Regions from separate parts of the Oryzias latipes genome. Here region 2 is linked to region 1. A link is a contact called in public Hi-C data. All regions are on one chromosome and are shown on one strand. The core of a region is the stretch at or near the end of the contact, and the rest is flanking DNA. Distances in the headings are between cores, read along the strand shown.

The links. A called contact is a pair of places that touch in the nucleus more often than the background predicts.
Region 2: a contact with region 1 is called in a Hi-C map of embryo, with 2.7 times the contacts expected there. The contact joins two enhancer-like sites. A contact is called at or near these places in 3 of 5 Hi-C or Micro-C datasets (embryo, fibroblasts and gastrula embryo).

The regions. Positions count from the first base shown.
Region 1 is chr9:32,642,148-32,649,563 of ASM223467v1, reverse strand. No RefSeq gene overlaps it. Among protein-coding and RNA genes, the nearest start is that of paqr3, 93 kb to the left of the region's middle. Within about 2 kb of position 3,718, at least 1 of the 8 cell types and tissues checked has an H3K27ac peak or open chromatin away from gene starts, as enhancers often do. A contact at or near this core is called in embryo, where this site is marked.
Region 2 is chr9:32,730,818-32,738,233 of ASM223467v1, reverse strand. No RefSeq gene overlaps it. Among protein-coding and RNA genes, the nearest start is that of paqr3, 4.3 kb to the left of the region's middle. Within about 2 kb of position 4,728, at least 5 of the 8 cell types and tissues checked have an H3K27ac peak or open chromatin away from gene starts, as enhancers often do. A contact at or near this core is called in embryo, where this site is marked.

The DNA.
Region 1 (7,416 bases), core at 2,469-4,968:
AAAGGGCATAAAAGAGAAGCCCTGTAGACATATTTGATGAAACTTCCTCCAGGTGTGAATGTGGTTTGTCTTCCTCAACGTTCTGCGGGCCAGAAGGATAACATCCTGGCTTACATCACAGTGCAGCAAGCACCTTAGTGGACATCAGGTTCAAAAACATTCCCTTCTTTTTTCAAATGTGGAAACAAGTACAGACCCACTTGGATGAAAATGGTGTTTTTAACACGTTTTTGTAGCATTTTATTAATGACGGAGGACAAATATGAGGACAATTCGGATAAAATGGTGTTTCTGAGTGTTTCATTTTTCGAAACATTGTGAATCAGGAGCAGATAAATGTGCTGTTTGAAAAAGTTTGTAGTTTTTAAGCACAAACTACAGTCGGCAGGTCACAAGCTCCAAGCTCCGCCCCTTTCTGATGCATCTGCAGACAAATCGATCCATGACCGTCTTTGTTTTCCTGGTCTGAGCTCTTTTCAGAAATCTGTGATACGTTTACAGTAAACCAAGAAGGGAAGCCTTCCTTTGAAGGAAACCCTTTACCGTTACAGGAATGACAGAGACCACCATCATCATTCAATCCCTCCATCCATCTAAGGCTAAGGCTGTTTTTGGATGGACACCAACACGCTCAGACATCTGGCTTCAACTCTCCCTCCTCTTGCCTCAATCATTGATCTTTCAGTTTGATCGGGTCGATTCCTAAAGGCCAGGAAATCTGCTTCTGTTGAATCGGTGACTGGACCTCTCTGCATAACTACCGTCCATTATTCTGGCTGTTTCTAAAGGTGGGTGGCAGCAGAATGTGCAGCACGTAAACAGCAACAGTAAACTGAAGTTCTTAACGTTCCTCTTAGCTGATGTTAACACAGCTTCCTTCAGCCCTAAGAATTCATGAAAACCTCTTCATTGATTATTCAACACTCTAAAGGAGCGGAGAGAGATAAATTACACGGCGACGTCAGTTCCCCAGACAAAGTCAAGGAAAAGGGTGATAAATCACAGAAGAAAAAAGGCGTGGCCCCGTCCCTCAAAGTTCAATGCTTTTGAAAACACAGACGCCGGGAGCTCAGACCTTCACTTGTGCCCTGTATATATCACACTATGGCGTTGTTATGATGCCAGCTTATTGTCGCAGTAACCCTTGTGCTATCCTAGGCACTTTGACATTGGGAGTTGGGTCATCTAGACCAGTTTTTTTCAACCTTTTTTGAGCCACGGCACATTTTAACCCTTGTGCTATCCTATGACCCCCCCCCCCCTTCCATTGACATGTTCTCCCTACCATTACAAAGGTGGATAAAGGTGGAAAGATTTCATGTAATCCATGGACACCAGTGAAGATCACAAATCATTGAAGAAAAAAGGTTCAGAGCACTGTCTAGTGGGTCTAGATGACCCCACTCCCAATGTTGAAGTGCCTAGGATAGAACAAGGGTAACCCTTGACAAAAACCCCGCGGCACACAAGCATCCAAAAAAAGAAAAGCAGAAACTCACAGTCTGTATTGATCTACACCCCCCCCTCCACCCGCAATCTCACGTGCATTTTTGTGATAATTGTGGCAGCAAAAGCAGGAAGTTGCAGCTGCTTTTTCTTAAAGATGAAATAAAAGTTAAGTTAGAAGATTTAAAAACTGTTTGATGTGTTCGTTGTGGTTTCAAGACGTTTAACAAGGAAGACTCATTATGCGCTGAGACGCTGTCGCTTTAACCCAATGCATCATGGGAGATGTAGTGATGTCAGACAGACTCTTATCTCTGAGCTTCATTGTTTTGTTCACTTGTTCCACGGTCTGACACCGGATTCTGTGGAAAGCTACACCACTAAAGACGAGCTTTAGCTGGTATTTCTGTTGGAACTGAGAGACTTTATCAGCAGAATCAGAACAAGGAAGTGAAGACTTTAACCACGTCTGATTGGTCAGACTGATGACATATGATTGAGCCTTCAAGAATGATTGGCGGAGACAGTTAAAGGGGCGGGACTTTTCCTAATATAGCTGTAGTTGCAGCTTAATCGCGGCACCGTCATTCTTACCAAAATGTCTTTAATAGAATCAAATAAACAGAAAGAAAAAAGTATTTTGTGATCTGTCATATTCCTAACTACTCATTGTTTTATCAGGGCTGGTTTGGATGAACACAGAAGCTGAAATCCTGGAGATGGGAAATGTTTTTAGATCAGTGAATGAGGGCACACTGGTTGAAAAACACTGATCTAGACCCACTAGACAGTGCTCTGAACCTTTTTTCTTCAATGATTTGTGATCTTCACTGGTGTCCATGGATTACATGAAATCTTTCCACCTTTATCCACCTTTGTCATGGTAGGGAGAACACCTCAATGGAAGGGGGGGGTCATAGGATAGCACAAGGGTTAAATGGTACCGGCAGCAACTTGGGCCAGAGTTCTGCTACCCATCCCTAGTTAAAACCAAGCTGTACATGTTTTAGTGAGCTCATCCGTCACAGTTCAGGCAGAAACAATGACTGAAAATTTAACTTCAGATGGTTCTCTGGAGATTCAGTCTGCTGCAGATAAGATGATGAATAAACAACTATAAATATATAGATAAGAATCACCAAATAAATTACTGGGATATGTCACTGAATCGATTATTTCCTACACCCCCACTGTAAAAAAACTCATCTATTATGTTATGGGGAGTTCAGGAAAGACTTGGAATTTAGTTTCTTCCTCTTTAGATTTAGTTGGGAAAAAAGGAACATTTTTATTGTCAGAAGAATGTTCCTTTAAGGATCCTTTAATATGCAGTTGAATGGATGTTCCATAGACTCAAACACTCGACTTAAGTCACCAATCATGTCTTCTGATTGTACGAGTACCAGGATGTGAGACAGAAACCAGCATGAATGAGTCCTGACTTTAGCTTAATCAGCTTTCTGCAGAGACCCCCCCCCCATTCAGAATGCTCACAGATTTGTGTTTGTTGACATTGGAAACACTATGAGTTGCACACAAACGTCTGTCCACCCCCCTTTAAGAAAAGATAATCCTCAAAATAAAAATGTGTCACTATGCCACGGCGTGGGCTCAGACGGTAAGACGCAGCGGCCTGACCCAATAAACCCGTCCACATCTGTCCCGCCCACAACCTCCCAAACAGATTCTAGTCCAACTCTTCTGTGAAGGATCTCTGGTTTGTGTCCATCCATCATTTTTCAGAACCTGCTGCTCTGTTTTGGGGTCACAGTGTTGCTGGAGCCTGTCCCTGCTACTGTTGGGGGAAGGTGGGGGAGTGCCTGGACAGGTCACCGCCACTTTGCAGGGCCTAAATAAAAGCCAGTCATGACATTTATTTCCTCAAAAATTCTTGATCCTCTGTCCCAGGGGGGTCAGACCGTTGACCAGTTTAAAATATTGTAATCAATCATTTTCAATTGCTGTTGCTGAATGTGTAGTTATGGAACCTGTGGGGGGGGGCATGCTGTGCATCACTTCTCATGGCAGATCTCAAGGCCTGGCAGAAGTTGCTGTAACACGGTTGCTGTTGGTGCAGGAACAGCCAGAGCAGGATCACCAAAGCATCCATTTCTGGGGAAAGTCAGGAGGTTTTTAGGACTTCCTGGAGAATATCTGCTCTGTCTTTGTGTTTGCCTGCAGTCCAAAAAGCAGAGAACAGCATTCAGTCCCGTCAAAGGATCCTTTGTATTGTCAGCACCGCGGCTGAAAACCCCACAAAGCAGGTTTCACTTACAACAAGACAGACGGATTATGGGCTCAAACACCCCTTCAGTAATGGGTCACCGGCTTACTGTTTTAATCTGTTGGCCCCAAAAGTGCACCATCATCATCGCCGCCTTCATCAGGGAGCAAGGATGCAGATGTCTGACAGTCTTTAGACTGCAAAACAACTCAGAGAGGCATGTGGAGGTGTAACCGCCTTCGTTCAGCTCTTTATAACATGTGTAGCCAAACAATCTGCCCCCTACAGGAATGACTATTTCACATCGTAGAGTTCAGAAAAAAGGCTTTCTCAGATGTCCTCTCAGTGCCACACCCACCCATTTTAACTGCACCCTTTAGTACTCTTACCCTTTACCCCAAAACAATTTACATTCCAACACGTACACACCCACAGTACACAAGGAAGGTGGGACCTGGGACCATCTTTCCCCTACCCCATCCCTGGTGGGGGGAACCAGGCCCTTGGCAACAGGGCTTCCTGGTTCCGGCGGCCCATCTCCACGCAGTGTGTCAGAAGATCCAGAACCCCTGTTGTAACAGTAACATCTGTCCAACTCAAGAGGCCTTCAGCTCTCATCTGTCTGTTTTTAACAAAAGAGTTTAGAAAAGCGGTTGGATGTCTCGGTTGGAGGCGTGTAGGACTGCTGCATTGGAAACCAGGGTTCAAATCTGCAACTCCGCCCACCTCGCCACTGGCTCCTGCAGCGGAAGATCAAAGTTTACGATTTGATGCACATTGAACCAAATAATCCTATCTAGAGACCAGACTGGGTTGGTTTTGGAAGAGCAGAGTTGTTGTTAAACCTTTTTCAAAAGTCAGTGAAGTTCATGTTTTAATATTGAATGTAAATTGAATGTAAAGAGGAAGAAGACAATCTACAATCTGTGCGGCTCAGACAGAAACCTGGAGGATTTTCAGAAAAGCTCATCAAACAGACAGATGCTGACCTGAAATCAGGACCACAGCTGGATTGATAATCCTGCCAGTGTAACCCTTGTGCTATCTTAGATGACCCCCCCCCCCCTCACATTGAGGTGTTCTCCCTACCATGACAAAGGTGGATAAAGGTGGAAAGATTTCATGTAATCCATGGACACCTGTGAAGATCACAAATCATTGAAGAAAAAAGGTTCAGAGCACTGTCTAGTGGGTCTAGATGACCCCACTCCCAATGTTAACGGTGCTCTGTGCTCTGACCACGGAGCCTCAGTCAACATGTTGAAGGCGAAGAAGGCCAAAGCTCTGCTGAACTTCACAGCAAAAGATTTGAATTCAGCGACCTGATGGATAAGACACAGACGGTCGTCGTGGCGATGAGCGGTGACATGCGTGTTTACGGAGAAAACGGAGACGCGGCGCTGCAGAGCAGAAAGAAGGAAATAAAGCATCTGTGGCTCATTCAAGCGCTCGCTGTCACGCCTGGCATACTGCGTGCACACCCAACGCGGTTCATGCCTCAGACTTGCGTCGGCTGCCTCTTTTGATGTCAAACTGAACGCTCAGTGATTGTCCAAAGTCTTTTTTTCTACTGTAGGAGCTGCGTCTGAAGGACAGTGTTTTCAGCTGTTCCTTTGTCTCTCTGTGACCCAGTTTGATGACTTGCCGTCTCGGGTTAGTCTAAGGAAGGAACAAATAAAAACACTAATAATAACGTCTCGATGCAAATAAGAAAAACATCTTAATATTCAGGGAGGGAACGATCAGATGCTCCTCCATGTTTGTTTTGGACAGCGCTTCTTCTTCTGTCTGCAGCAAATACTGATACATGAACCTACAGTGCCCTCTAGTGGTAGTCAGTGGGAAACAACCACTAGAGGGCACTTGGTTGTTAGTGGGAAAATCAATATCCGAGCCTGATCATGTTTAAAAAAATCACAAATAAATCACTCCTGAGTATAAGTTGCGCGTCTGGCTAACCTATGAAAAAACCCGACATGTATTCGTAAAATACTGTACTTTATTTCCTCAGAAATGATCATTGAACCGTACTGGTTATGGCAGCTTTTATGTTTTCTTTTATTGAAAAATATTTTGTTGTAGAAATCAGACAATGTTGACGTTTCCCTTTGAGAACAAATACTTCTTAATTTACCATAAGAAAAGCACCGTGACTTTTCTGCGGGAATGTGAGGTACAGTTGCAGTGCTTAATGTTCTGATCATTAAATAAACTTACTATTCTCAGGGTTTTATCTAAGTCATCCTCTGTAAAAAACGATAGTGAAATAACGTCTCTGGTATTGTCTTGGGACACATATTGTATCATGAAACGTATCGTATTGCCAGACTCTTGCCCCCCCCCCCATCAAATAGATTTGCATGCATCAAATATCTGGAGTTCCTCACAAGCTGCAGAAGCATGCCGCTCTGCAAATCACTCCAATGTTTAGAAAAGGAATCGATGGAATTTACTGGAAGCAAAGTTACTTGTAAAAGGTGAGTTGCCCCTCGCGTCAGGTCGGCGGTGCTTCAGCTACGCTGCTTTCTGAACCCAGTGTGGTGTCAGCTTTAATCACCACCTCTGTTTGAAAGATGCACCTTGGGGCATCAACAGGAGGACAGCGATGGCAGAGAGGGAGGAGCAGCAGTTTCCTGATCGTGGAGATAAGTCCCCATAAATCAAAGATTTCTGATCAGAGTGTTTCTATGGAAATTGTGAACTTCTTCCAATGACTTGAGCTGACAGCAGCATGACTGCAGAGGGGGCTCTGTCATCTTCTGCTGGCGACTATCAGGCTATAACTGCCGTCGACGCCTGGGCTCCCACTCGGACGTATCTCCAATGTCATCAGCGAATGGGGCTCATTTCTTCTTTATGTTGGCGTCAGAAGGGGGAGGGGTGCGTCTCATTGGCTGCTGTAATGACACAAACATCAATCTGTCTGAACTGCTGCTTAAACGACTGTGTAACCTTTACGGCTCTGTTAAAGAAAGATGCATAATTTCTGCATGAAAGCGTGAAAAAAGGCTGAGGCGGTAAAAAGGCTCATCTGGCTGAAGCACTTCCCTTTTACTGGACTTCCAGTCTTTTATGTTGGGTCCAAATGTTGCTGCTGTCCACAGTCACTTTGACAAAGACTCAACCCGACTTCCTTTCTCTGACAGGAGGAAATCGTAAAGCTTTTTAAAGATTCATAAATTGCTGGGAACAGCAGATTGAAGTCTAAAGAAAGTGTAAAAGGGCTTTATTATTTTCTGATATTCCCCTCATAATGGAAATATTTAATAAGGCCTTCCGTTTATGGACCTCAGTGCTCTATAAATTACAAATGTTGCAGGAAACACCACGAGAAGTGATCTGAACTGCTTGCGTTGGGACGCTTTTCCCTCCTGGCCTGCAACAAAACCCAGTGGACGTTCACGGCGGCCTCTTTCATCTCCTCCTGAGCAGACGCTGGGAAAGCTGCAGCTGAAAGCCACAGTGGCCAAGCGGGAATGTTCGTTTCTGTAAAAGACAGATGTGTTGTGACCTTTGTCAAGGTTTTTGTGGAAACAGTGATGAGCGTTGTTGCCCTCGGCATGCAGCAAATATGCAAACTTCCCTTTTTTCTGCAAGGTGTCAGGATGAAAAGATGAACTTGTTTGGGAGGATTTTGCCTTGGAGGGGCTTCATGAAGGGAGAACACAAAGAGCTGAGCGCCGCAGGAACGACTGATGAGGCCGGCGTGCTCCAGCATATGCCACATTCTGTTTCAGAGAGTCTGT
Region 2 (7,416 bases), core at 3,479-5,978, 88 kb before region 1:
ACTAAAATTGCTCCTTAAAGTCTTGTTTCGATCATCTTCTGATCTGTTTCCAAACCGTTCCCAGTCGTCTTTTAATGATGATGATGTCATTTTCAGCCATTTCCAAAAACCTGGGTGGTTTTCTAGGACGTAGTTTCTGCAGAGCAGCAGGAGTTCATCTCTGAGTTGTGGGCGGGACTGTAGCAACATGGTACTCATTTCCCATCATCCCTTTGGTTACAGTTCCTCCCACTAGCTTACAGCCCCTCACCCCCCAACCAAACATTAGTGGTGCAGCAACATCAGAGCAGGGGTGTCTGCTGAGAAGAAACATGCTGGAGATCAGAGCTCCTTCGCTCACGGTCCCCTTTAGACAAAATCTCCTCCGCTCCAGCGGCGCCCGTCTCCGCTCTGACTCGGCGCTGACGAATGTCTGGATCTGAGGGGGGGGTTCTGGATGGGGGGGTTTCTTCATGACATCAGCTTGTCATGTGAAGCTCTTCCTGTACAGAAGTATGAAACATAGAGCAGCTTTCTCAGGTTTTATTGGGCCCAGCTGGGACCAATGACCCCCCCACACTAACCTCACATGTTGCTTACATCACTAATGTTAAATGGACTGGAGGTCATGGAGGTCACCCTGATGCAACAGCCTTCCACCCGTCCTTCACCTTTGACCTGTTGCTGGGCTCGGCCTGAATAAAAGCTTCGCTGTCCGTCTAAAGCTCACATGCTTCCTGCTTTGCCAGGAGACGACGGGGCCTCTGCGACGCTCACGCGGCCTCGCGGCGGCGTGTGCTTGTCGGTGGCCGGCTGCTCTCATCGGCTTTATTTATAGCGGCCGCCACGAGACGTCTGCTGGAGACGAGCGTGTCCTCTGCGTCTGCGCCACAGTTTGTGAGGACCGCCATCAGAGGAAGGACGGGTGTCCCCGCCCCGGGCAGAGGGGGGGGCTTCACGTGTCACGTCTGCGGCGTGAGCCGACGTTCACTCCAGCTCAGAGCCGTGTTTGTTTGCTGTCTGCTTGTCGCTCGCCACTCTGGCGGGATGCTGACAGTGGTCTGAGGCGGCCTCAGCTCCTCACACGGTCGATCCCACCCCCCCTTCCCCTCTGTTTTCTGGGAGGACTCTCTGCAGGCCTCCATGCATGAAGCCGACGGCGCTCTTTGCTCCTCCTGCAGGCACAGAGGAAGGAAACCCTCTGAAAAGCCATTTTGAACTCAAACCCTTTTGGAAAACCTCCAGGAGAGCCGATCAGACAGAAACAGAAAGTTTCATCTTTCCTCTGCTGCACAAACACCAGACGTCACACATCTGACTCCACCCACATTTAGAAAGACTTCAGAACCGCGGATCCTGCTCCAGCATCAGGCTCCGCCCCGCTGTAGGTCCACAGTGACGCCGTTGTGTCCGTTCAGGCAGCTGGTTCTGGACCACACGGTTCTCCTGTCTCGACCAGAACATCACATTTGACTGGTTGAAGTCCCGTTTGACAGGGACAGGTTTTTCTGTCAGGATTGGTGAGGCCTGCTCATCGGTGGCCCCTCTGTCCCGTGGGGCTCCCCAGGGGTCTATCCTGGGTCCTGCTGCTGTTGTTGCTCAACAGGACGTCTTTTCATTGTTACGCAGATCATCTGCAGATAGATCCGCCCCTCAGTTTGGGTGAAAGGGGCTCAAAGAACGTTTAGAGTGCGTTGATGATGTAAAGTAGGGCTGGAGGCCACGATTCCCTCTGGCATAAATGATCGTAGTTCTCTGTACTTTGGTGTCACTGAACCGTCTCCAGTTAGTCCACAACGCAGCAGCACGGCCAGAACCAGAACATCCAGACGAGCATCACTGAGGTCCGCAGTTCACTTCACTGACTCCATGTTAGTCTGAAGATGACTTTAAAGAGACACTAGAACAAGCCTTTGCACTTCAATTATGTGTGTAAAGTTGGGATTCAAACCCAATGAAGACGACTTTCACCTCACTGAACTCTTTTCTGAGCACCTGCAGGATCTCAGACTGCTGTAAAATGAGCTATAAATGACAAAGTTTCCTGAAGGTGTGGATTGTGTTGGTTTGTGCATTTTCAGATCTCAGCCTGAAATCCTCCGAGGCGTCAGAAGTCTGAATAATCCTGAAGGTTTTTACATTCGTGACAATGAGCATGAAGACAGAAATGTGTCCAAAAACCAGCAGGAATCTCCTGGAGGAGCAGGACTGATTTTTACGTTTCAAGTGCAAAAGAAGACTTTGAGAAGACAAAGTTTTTAAGTCTGACGCTGAAAACCGTGAGAGTCGTTCTTGGAATAATGGCACAAACGTGACTCCATAGAAGGAGAGACGATGTTTGAAACACGGATGAGGGAACAAGAGTGTCTTTTTGGGGTTCATGCAAATCACAAAGAGAAAAAAAACTCAGATTTTTGGAACATTTGGATTTTATTTGCCTCTCAGAGAAAAAAAAAACCTAAAAGAAATTTTGTAACAACAAATAATCTAAGTTTGATGGAAGATTTCTAAAGTTTTATTCATGATAAAAACTAATTTAATGCTTTTTTACCAGACTTCCATTCAGCTATTCACACACACACAAACACACACACACCCTCTCACACACACACACACCCTCTCTCTCACACACACACACACCCTCTCTCACACACACACACACACACCCTCTCACACACACACACACCCTCTCTCACACACACACACACACATTCTCACACAGGGCGGGAACCAAGCCTGATCTTTGGATCAGAGGACGACCGCTCCACCTCTGCAACAACTGGTGGTCCAGATGAATTGAAAAAATTAAAAATATGTATATTGCTATCCAAGAAGGCATGAATTCTAGGAACAGTGGTGCAGTGCTCACCACTCTGGCCTTTCACTGAAAGGCCATGGTTCGAATCCCGACTGGGACTTTTCTGTGTGGAGTGTGCACGTTCTCCCCGTGCACGTGTGTTTTCACTCCGGCTGCCTCCTGCAGTCCAAAGACACGCTGCAGGTTGTCACCGTGGGATTGTGTGGGACGGCCTGACGACCCGCCCAGGGGGAACCCCGCCTTCGCCTGACAGTAGGCGGGACAGGCTCCAGTGACCCTGTGACCCCGACAGGGATGCAGCGGGTTAGAAAAGCGACCCCCCCCCCCCCCCCGGGCGGCACAGGGGTGTAGCGTTAGCACTCTCTCAGCAGGACGGTCCTGAAAGGTCCAGGCGGAGCAGCAGCTCTGCTGTGACTCTATCTGTTCATCTGCTGTTGTGGCTTGATTGTCAAAAGTTTCATCAGCATAACAATATTGAAAAGCATTAATCATAATCTGCCTTGTACTTTTTTGGGTCTTAGAAGATCCATCTGCTTCCCTGACTCCTAATTCCTGCTGGATTCCAAAGAAAAGCAAAAACAATTTCTCTTTTACAACACGAGGGATTAAGAGAACATGCTGATGTTTCAGGAGCCGCTGCTGCTGGGAATCAGATTAATGAAGCAGCAACTGTCCTTCTGCAGTTCCACAAAACTTATGCTTAATCCTTAATGGATCAGAAACAATAAGCTCAGCGTCACCACTCAGGCCAACTGTTTGAGCTCAGCAGCACAAAGACCAGGCTCTTTTTCTGCCGTGCGTTCAGAAACATGAAGCAGTAAGCTCTTTTTTTCATGGATGAGCCCACATATGCGCCGTCACTTATCCTCTTGCTGCAAAACTCAGATTAGTTTTCCTGAATTTTCCAAAGAAGATTTAGCTCTAAAAACATGTAATTGTGTATTTTCTGGACCTGAAAAGGTTTTTCATGATTGTTACAAGCAGCCATCAGATTAGGAACTCGTCCAAAAGGCTGAAAAAGACGGAACGTTTTCCAGGTTTCTGCCTGAAGGCGACCTGTCCGCCGCAGGACTCACTGGGAATCTGATGCTTTTCCTTTCTGACCATCGGAGGATGTTTGGCACTCTAGCAGGATTTGATGCCAAACAAACGCTGCTTATGAAAATTCACCTGAATTGTGATCTCTAAAGACTTTGTCATTACTTTCATTCCTTTTGTTTTTTTGCTGTTGTTTTAGTAGGAATCCTCTTATAATCCTTCCATTCATCCAGCTATCCATCCAACCTGCTGAATCCCTTTCAGGGTCACAAAGTTGCTGGAGCCTATCCCAGCTGCTGCTGGGCGAAGGCGGGGTCCACCCTGGACAGATGGCCAGTCCTTCTCTGGGCTCCTCTCATAATTGATAGGAATGTATTAATATTGTTATTTACCTTTATTTATGCAGACAAAAGGTCTTTTTCAGTCAACAGAAGTTGAAGTGAAGGAAGTTCTGTGTGAAAATCAGTTCCTGTAAAACAAAGGAGCTGCAGTTCCGCCTGCGTCCTCCAGGGGTCACTCTGCGCCTGTGGGGAGAACACTGTTGAGGCTCTTTCTCATTTATCAGCACTAATCCCATCTGTATCGCTCCGTCTTTAATGCAAATTACAAATCTGATGACATTGGATGTGTGGGTTTTTGTGCAGAGGAGATTTTTCAGAGATCTGAGGAGAAAAAAGATTAACGCTGTTTTCTTTCCACTGTGAGTTCAGACATGTCTACATGTCCTGAGTGGTGTCACCTAATTCTGTGTGGTGAATCCTGCAGGTACATGTGCCCCCCCCCCCGTGTCAGGATGAATGTGTGAACAGCAGCTGCATGCTCCTTCTTCACTGCAGGCTCCAACAAAGGACTGCAGAGCCACCCATGGGGGAGCCGTGAGTGGACACGGCGCCTCCCCGTCCCGAGGCTGTGGGGGGTGCTGTTGTACCTGCTATGTGTGGAGACGGGAGGCCGCTCAGGCCTGTATTACCAAACAGGCCGGCTGGGGTCACGAAGGATATAGGAACCGCTGGAATGAAGGAAATAGAGGACGGATTAAAACGTGGTGAAAAATAGATGACAGGAAGGATGCCCCCCCCCCAGCAGACAGCGCTGATCTGTTATTTGAACCTGCATGAAACCAGAGGAAGACCCTGAGTAAAGGTTCCTCACAAAGCTGGACATGGAGGCATTCCGCTCATCGTCATTTGCCCCGCTTAAAGCGATGCTGCCCAATCCCATCAGCATGATGCATTCTGGGGCTTTTTTTGGTGTGGGAGGGGGTAAAAAGGCAGATTTCTTTTGTTTAGTAGTTGTTGTCCTTTTCCTGTTGTGTGATGGTGTTATTTATTGTGTGAACATGTGTGCAGCATTTTCCATGGATGGTGGAGGAGGGGCTCCAGAAATGAAGGTGGTCGGCGTGCAGCAGAGGAGCAGTCGCTGCAGAACGGTTCTGGTGTCGCACAGCAGAGGAGAACAACAGAGGCCGGTCACCGGCGTGAGTCAGCTCCTCTAAATGTGATCCTGAACGCCACAAGAACGATAAAGAAATGTCCTCACCGGGAACGTTGTAAGAATGAGAAGGAAAGATCTCAGACAAAAACCTGCTGGGCTTCCAACCAGAAAATACTCAGAAATGCAGTTTAGGCTGAATTTTATGTACATATGTACCACCTCCAAGCACGGCTACAGCCGAATCTGGACCAGTAACCGCTTTGGTTAGTTTTTTTTTTTACCTTAAAACTATTCTAGATCATTGTTTCCTAACAAACAATTCAGTGGTACCACATATAGAATAAAGTGAAACACAATGAAGGACCCACTCAAAACGATTCAGCAATAATCCTAAATAAACCCGCCTGTCAATCACAAATGTCTTTCTTCTCTTCAGGCTTTGACAGGTCAGAATGGTTCGTCCAGTTGTTGTTCCTAGCAATTTGGTTATTAGGGAAATGTCCAGCAGGGGGCGTTTTGTCCAGGCTGAACCATAGTCTGTATAGCAGAACTGGACAGAGCGATTGTGATGTCATCCTTCTGGTTCCAACTAAATGAAGTCAATTCAATCGCCATTTTTCTCTGATGTTTGTCGCCATTCCGGAGTCAGATTTCCTCAATAAGTAGTGATTGGTCCATCTTCATTTCTATGGAAACCGCTCTGTCCAATCAGGAGTGAGCATGTTGGAAGGCCACACCCCTTCCAATGAAAGGCGGCTCAGGAGAATCTGTCAATCAAACGCTTTGAACATTCGATGTGAGACCGCCTACCTTTATTGAGGCATCTTATTGGCCAGTTTATCACTTTAATAACTTGAACTACTGCCCTGTGAACCGCCACCTTAACGTGTTAGGGGAGTTTGAGGGCTCGAGTGATCCCAGGAGCTAAGCTGTCTGGGGCTTAAGCCCCTGGTAGGGTCTCCCATGGCATACAGGTCCTGGGTGACCAGCCAGACAAAGAGCAATTCAGAACCGTCTGATGAAAGTAAAGAACAAGGACCTGATAACATCGCCCGTATTGGCGTCACCGGGGCCCCACTCTGGAGCCAGGCCTGGGGTTGGGGCTCACAGGCGAGCGCCTGGTGACTGGGGCTCTTCCTCCAATGGGCCCACCACCCTTAGGAGACCTCAAAAGGGACCGGTGCAATGTGGTCTGGGTGGCAGTCGAGGGCGGGGGCTTCGGCCGCCCAAACCCCGGTCACGGAACTTGGCTTTTGGGACATGGAACGTCATCTCTCTGGGAGGGAAGGAGCCTGAGCTAGTGCGAGAGGTTGAGAGATACCGGCCTGGGCTCTGAAACTCAGTCGGTAGAGAGGGGTTGGACTCTCTACCACTCTGGAGTTGCTCAAGGTGAGAGGCAGCAGGCTGGTGTGGGCTTACTCGTGAGCCCCCAGCTCAGCCGCCAAGTGTTGGAGTTCACCCCGGTGGACGAGAGGGTCATGTCCCTCCACCTCCGGGTGGAGGACAGGTCTCTAATTGGGGTTTCGGCTTACGGGCCGAACAGCAGTTTGGAGTACCCGACCTTCTTGGTGTCTCTTGAAGGGGTACTAGACAGTGCCCCAATGGCAGACTCCATTTTCCTCTTGGGGACTTCAATGCCCCTCCCACCTGGAGGGGCGTGATTGGTCGGAATACCCCCCTGATCTGAACCCGAGTGGTGTTTTGTTATTGGACTTCTGTGCTCGTCATAGTTTTTCCATAAAGAACACCATGTTCGAGCACAAGGGTTTCCATCAATACACCTGGCATCAGGACACCCTAGGCAGGATGTCAATGATCGACTTTGTAGTTGTTTCAGGCGACCTTTGGCCTTGTGTCTTAGACACAGAGCCGAAGGTGGAAGGTGGGGAAGGAGGCCGGGTCTTTAACTCTCACATGCGGGAGAACTTCAACAGGTACCGAGGAAGGTTGGGGACATTGAGTCAGAGTGGACCATGGTTTCCACTTCCATTGTCTCTGCTGCTGCTCGGAGCTTCGGCGGTAACCCCCGAACCCGGTGGTGGACACCGGAAGTAAGGGATGCCGTCAAGCTGAAGAAAGAGTCCTACCAGGCCTGGCTGGCTTGTGGGACTCCAGAGGCAGCTAATGGTATTGGCAGTATAAGTGAG